Regions from separate parts of the Arachis hypogaea genome. Here region 1 is linked to region 2. The links are chromatin contacts, called in public Hi-C maps. All regions are on one chromosome and are shown on one strand. The core of a region is the stretch at or near the end of the contact, and the rest is flanking DNA. Distances in the headings are between cores, read along the strand shown.

Region 1 (3,408 bases), core at 851-3,350, 130 kb after region 2:
TCATTCTCTATTTTCAAATTAAATTAAGTGTTCATAATTTTAGATATAAAAACATATTTCTTAAACTAAATAAATAATTCAAATATTGAAAATTGGAAAAGATTCTACGCACAGCGGAGACCCGTCCGGTGGTTTCATGGAAAAAGCAACATAAAAATGGATGCCATGCTTTTCCGTGATAGTTGACAGTTGACACCGTTGGAGGTTTATATACAGAAGGAAAATAGAATTCCTACGGGCCTTACTGCGAGCAAACTATCATGTTCCAGAGCCTTTTAGCCCTTCTTACGATTTTGTTGATCTTCCCGGCTATAAAAGACTCTAGAAAGAACGGAGACGGAGTTTTTGGAACAGAGCTATGTGTAACTAATTCGGGTGTACTTTCTGAGTGAAATGAATCCATGCCAGATGTTCCATTACTCTTCCGTAGATAAAAACTTCTACTACCTACATCCCCGATCAGTTCTGATTTGTCCAAACCTACCAAGCAAGAAGCAACAAAGTCAACTAAAACTCTGTCAAATCCACTGTATAATAATAAGCTACCGCGTTTAATTTGCCAATTCTATAATGGAAAAGTCTAGGGGACCAGCAGTTTTGTTGAATTTTGGCCAGCATGTAACCAGCAGAAGAAGGTGAACCATTGGATGAAATCTCACACCAATCTCACACCATCAAATCATCATTGATGGCTAGTTGATGGCTAACAATCACAAAAATTACTGGCCCCCTAGCATTGCTCTTCTATAATATATGTCATTTTATATTATAGTATTATATGTTCGGCTAATAATATTATATTATTTAAACTTAGATAGATAATAATTTTTATAAATAATATAAATAATAAATTCTAAAATTAGTTTAATAAAATAAAAATATACTACATTTTAAATTATTTATCTAAATTTTAATATTAACATAATTATCTTAATAAATTGAATATATGATATATCAATTGTTATTTTTATTGTCAATCTATATTTTTTCTTATTATTAGTATTATTAATCAGTGACTTACTTTGGAGACTGAAATGGGATTGATGCAATTGGAATGTTGATGAAGGTGCATCAAGGTCGAGGCTGGGGCTCCTGCCTTCTTCTCTATATATATCGATCACGCGCTTTATTGTGTCATCCACACTGGATCCCAATTTCACCATGGTTCTCACTGGCCCTGGACTTCCTTCAACCGTTACATTAACCACCACCTTAGCTTCCTTCTCATACCTCTGATGTAACTAAAATCAATATAATTATCCACTATTATAATTGTAATTATCACATAACAAACTAGAATTTGATGATCGATCTGGAACAATAATCACAAACGAAACGGTTATATCAAAAGCTGCAGCAGATTGGCGAGAAATTAAAGCTGAAAGCATTCATTTAGAACAAATATACCTTGTTAGGTACAAGGATTGGAGAGGAAGCAAAGAGAGAAGGGGAAGAAACGAAGGCTTCGGAGAAGGTTTGAGGGCGGAAAAGGCTCCCTTCGCTCTTCAACTCATATTCGAAGAAATCGTCTCTGCCTCTCGAGAGAAGCAGAGGCGCCGATGAGCAGCGCTTCAAGATCTTGAGATCAGGCCTCGACTTATTTTTGGACCTCCGACGAGACGACGGAGATGGCGACGGCGAGGGATGCGGCGGTTTGATTCTCCGGGATCGGATCGCAGGCGATCGTCGGCGCGAACTGCTCCGCAACATGCAAGGGGACTTGTTAATTAGTTGGTTCCTGAGTAATATAAAAATGTAAAATCAGTTTTCAAGAACTGTTTTTGTGATTTATATACAAAGTAGGGGAGCTAGAATATGAGAATGGTAGTTAAGTTGAGGGCGTGGGTTGCGTGTGTGGAGGGAACTTATGCCAGGCAGGAATAACCGTCAAGCTCTTTATTATTTTTTTCAATTTTACTACTACTTCACTTTGAATTTGAAGGCAGGGCAGGCACTGCTAAGCTATTTGGTGGGTCTTGTACTCTTGTTCTTGCGTGGGTCCTACACTCCTTTTGTTCGCCTTTAGGGATGCATGGATGCCTTTCATATAGTTTCCTTCGTTCGTTTCCTCTCTCTTTTTTCCTAAAAGTTAACCAAACACGACTCACACCGTGACCGTCCTCCTCTTAATATTCTTTTCTTATTACTTAGGTCAATTCCTTTATTATGTGAAACAGAAGCGGATTAAATAATGTTATCTCATTTTGGTGATGTATGGTCTTGGAAAATGAATCAAGGAATAAATACAGTGAAAATATTGTAATGAATTTCACAGTTCACTGAAAAAGATTAAACATAAACTTTGATTGGGTTTCTTAGGCGGTACGGGCAAGAAGATGACGCTCAAATATTTACTATTCTGGAATAATGAATGAGTCGCCAACCTGTTGACAGGCTTCCTACTGCGGCAAAACAATTACTACTAAAAACACTGGTTCCCTTAGTTTTTTTTGGTCAGGCTGGTTCCCTTAGTTTGAAGATAATAATGATGCAGACAAACACTAGGAGACTAATTTCTAGCTAAGAGGATCCCAGGAACCAAACAAACGTTTTTTTTTTTTTCAAGGATATCCACTGCCGACTAATATCTTCGCTGTGGATCATCTGCCAATACTTTTCTATGCCCAACGAGCAAATGGCTTGCTAAAAGCCTAAGGATCTAAGAAACCCAGCGAACCATGAAATTTTAGGACTGGGTCAATATGTTGTTTCTTTTTATGTTCTGCAATCCATATGGATCCAACTATAACTTCTTTACGTTCGTTACCAAATGAATAAGCCCAAAGAAAAATAAGCTTAAAAGCCCGGTTTGTTTCCTCAAACGTCTCAACTCTATCATATTGCATTTCTTTTCTGTACAAACTACTCTGGGCTGACCATACCGCCCAACAAAAAAAAAGGAGCAAGTAATGATAGTCATATAGCATCCCATTGTCATGGCAATTATAAAATGCTAACTGAATGTGGCTACAAGTATCTACTGACTACTTGCTTTTAATTAATGAAATTAACTAAAAGATCATACTGATTATTTCAATGAAAAGAATGATAATTTTCACTAAAAGTTTTCTTTTTGTTGTTTCCTTAACAAGTGTTATTACGAAAAAGCAAAAACATTAGTAAAATGTAAAAACAATCACATACTCTACTTTCATTCCCCTCCTCTTATTACCTTTGCAAAAAAAAAAAAGTGTAATTTTCTACTATTTTAAAAATTACACAGATGACCATTGTCAAATTTATGTATAATAACATTTCAGATAACATCTTATTCGAATTTCTAAGAGATTTTTATCATGTGTTTCTTGGTCTTGCTCTTTGTATTTTCCTCCTTACACTTTATTCCTACCCGGATACACAAGCAATCTTCAGAATAGAATATATTAATCATCTTAAAAAATATCACTA
Region 2 (3,482 bases), core at 507-3,006:
ATTGTTTGAGATAATAAGTCAGTATACCAAAATAGAGAGAGGAAAAGGGAGAAAACAAGATAGATGAGTTTGAGGAGGCGGTGCTTCTTTTCCCAGGACAGGTTGTTGAATATCTCTGTAACATCAATTAAATGCTTTCTTTGCCTATATCTGATATATATCATTTCCAACACATTAAATAAAAAGAAAAGAAGGTGCCATGTCACGTGAAAGTAAAGTAAGTAGGTACTGACAAATGGAGATTGAAGCAGAGGTAAGGAAGAGACAGAAGTGTCAATATCCAATGGGAGTTAACAAGGTAGAAAGAGGTAAGGAGAGCCTGAATAATGAACTCGGGTAAGACCACCATGTTGATTCGAGAAGAGGAGTCATAGGCATTTATGTAATCGAATTCCAGGTCTGCCAGGCACATTAGCTGCAACACAAATATGAATATGAACCATAAGCGAGGGAGATTGAATTCATAGATAGAGATGGAGATGGACCTGGTAAATGAGGAGGGCCAGTAAGGAAAAGAGGAGCAAGAAGGAGATGAGCCACGTTAATATGTCACCCATATCTCTTCTCTCTCCTGTTTCTCCTTAATTTTCAGATTCATTCAGCCTCTAACCTCAGCTCTCTCTGTCTCTGTCACCAATCTCAGATATCTACGCCACGCCCCACAAACACACCACCCATCAAACAACATACACAAAACACTCCTACTATTGTTTCTCTTTGGTCAACCTATCTTATTTCAAACTAATACACTACTATCATAACTGCCTTAAAAAATATGTTGCAATTTTATTTTTGGCCTTGAGTGGATAAACATTAGATCAAAGGCCACACTTTGACCCAAGTGCTATTCTAGGTAAGGTAATAATTAATTTCTTCTAAAATAAATCACTTTTATACAAGCGGAGATCATCACAAGCTTTAATTATATGATTAATCTCTATGTTAATTTCAAATAATGTAGTCATGGCCAAAGTATTGTTATATTGTCGTGTACCATTTTCCTAACCCCTCTCAGTCCCAAAAATTGTTATACATGAACCGCATTGAAAAGCGTTTAGTTGAGTAATTACTAATTAGAGAAGGAGGAATGCTAGAAACTCAAAGAATTTATTAATTTTTTTGGCCGATCAATAATATTTAAAAGTGTTAAAGTGTAAATGAAGAATATATTGTTGGATTATTAGATTAAAGGTATTGAATTGATAATGCAGGATCGTTGGCAAAAAAACAATAAATTTTATTCTTTTTAAAATTTTTTATTTGAGAAATTAACGATATTAACGATATCATGTATGTATAAAAATCTTAAAAATTAAAAAGAATAGAATGGTTGAAGGAACAAAGAATAAGACAAGACAACAGGACAAAAAAATAAATCAATCATGGCCAGATGTTACATTCGGTGGTGATGAGAGTATGAGATTCAAAGCTTGCAAGAAATATTTTGAAGAAAATATGAAAAATTTGACTCTGCCAGTGTGTGTGGACGACTATACTAATAGACACATACACTCAAATAAATTACTCCTACATTGTATTTTAAATTCTGTAAGACAGGAGCAATGCACATATATACAACAAAGCCATTCAACGTTGCACTACTAGATAGTACTTACTTGATGTATTCAGACATACCTCCACGCACGTATCCAAAACTTGACCAAACTCACAAAGATAATTTAAAATAAGGGAAGCACAGAAAAGTGCACTCTCTCTAGAATTTTGTCCATAGTTTCATGACGACATGCCAACATTGCAATATGATTACATACATTAGTATACACAATGATCGTAAAAAAGGAATGCAATAATTAAAATAAACTGTTGGGAAATGCATGCAAGAATGAATCAACGAATGAATGGGCGTCCGTTAATTAGCCAGAATTAAAAGGTAGGAGGTCTGGAACAGAGAAAGAAATTCCTTGAACCGAGGTTTTTCAACTTGTCATTTGGATTCAAACCTGCACCAGCCCAATAGTGAATGGTTGGGTGTATATATGTAGAGCATAGGATGATTGGATTGAAGGTGAATTAAATAACGTACTTTGGAGGGTGAAGGGAGAGTAGTGAAGGTCGTAGGAGTGAGGAGGAGTGTCCTTCAAGGGTGGCCTTCTCTTCTCGTAGGCATAAATGGACAAGGCTGCCTTAATCAAATCGGCGACGGTGTCTTCGGGGCGCATCAGCACCTGAATTGCTCCCAAGCTATTCTCCACGGTCACCTTTAGTAGCATTTTCGTTGGCCCAACACCACACTCACTCTTCTTCAGGCTCCCACCAGGACTTGACACCGATCCACCCATTTCTTTTGAGAGAGAGAGAGAGAGAGAGAGAGAGAGAGAGAGAGAGAGAGAGAGAGAGAGAGATTTTAGTTGATTGCACGTAATGAGAGTTAGGAGTGTGTGTCTGTTGTTGAAGTGAACGTGAGAATGATGTGACTTTTGTGTTATATGGGAGAAGGGACTAGGAAGAAGCACGAAACTTCTTGGAAGGTGCCTTGGTTTTTAACTTTTGTTGGGAATATGTGGAGGCAGCCTCGATCACGTTGCTGATTGCCCACATCAGAATCACTATCACATGACATATGCTACTCACTCTCTAGTGGGAAGAAATTCAGGTGGGTAATTAATTTAATGAAAAGTTTGATAGTTAAAAATAATTAAATAATTTAAAAAATTTATCTAAATTATTATTTAATAATTTTTAATTATTAATTTTATATAAAAAAAATTGGATTTGGATCCTCTAAAATTTGAAATTCACTTTAGATAATAAGATGTGATCTTCTATTCTTGAATAGTTTCTCTTTCATATTTATTTTTGGCTTCACCTATGAAATTAATGGTGAGAGATCACACTTTACTCTATAAAGTGAAATTCAAACTTTAGAGGATCCAAATCAAAAAAATTTGGTATTAAAACGGGGTTTAAGTTCGAAAGAAAAAATTTAAATACAAACTAGTTGGGATAAAGTAATTTTTTGTCCATCATCAACTAAGATGCTAACTATCTTTAGGAAGATTATTCCAAACAATCTCGTCATGTAACCAATAAAGATTCTACCAATTTTTTCCAACTCTTATTTATGGTTGTATTTAACAGAAGTGTCTTCGTGAATATGTCTAATGGAAGTGTCTTTTTTATGACTGTGTCTAATGGAAGTGCCTTTGTGAATGTGTCTCATGGATGTGTCTCCTTATACATGCGTTTTCTAATAGATGTGTCTTTGATCGAATTGAGAAGGTAGAAACGAGATAGAGAGAGCGCGCTGCGGTGGATGGCGACGATGCAGTTCGCAAGGGGGAAGGTGCCGCAGTGGTCCTGCGGAGGAGAAAATTGTACATGCAAAGCGCGTGTTGCAGCGACGGGGATTGATTGCGGAGGACACCGACACTGCTCAGAGGATCGTCGGGGGGAGGCTGCGGCAGGGGCACAGACGCGAACCACTGCACACATTCCGAGCAGTGCAACTAAGGCGCGACGCA

Evidence for each region. Hi-C and Micro-C count contacts between places; a contact is called where the count stands out from the background.
Region 1: a Hi-C map of an unstated tissue shows a contact between it and region 2, with 4 times the contacts expected there. The contact joins the promoter of LOC112800873 here to the promoter of LOC112800871 in region 2. A contact is called at or near these places in 3 of 8 Hi-C or Micro-C datasets (leaf and an unstated tissue).

The regions. Positions count from the first base shown.
Region 1 is chr5:13,573,924-13,577,331 of arahy.Tifrunner.gnm2.J5K5, forward strand. It overlaps LOC112800873, which reads right to left and starts at 2,101. Exons shown (of 3, transcript XR_003818469.2): 1 at 1,408-2,101; 2 at 1,022-1,312; 3 at 1-480.
Region 2 is chr5:13,444,639-13,448,120 of arahy.Tifrunner.gnm2.J5K5, forward strand. LOC112800871 (protein cornichon homolog 4) reads right to left here and starts at 1,757. Exons shown (of 6, transcript XM_072236724.1): 1 at 1,617-1,757; 2 at 486-647; 3 at 234-415; 4 at 28-150. The coding sequence starts at 557.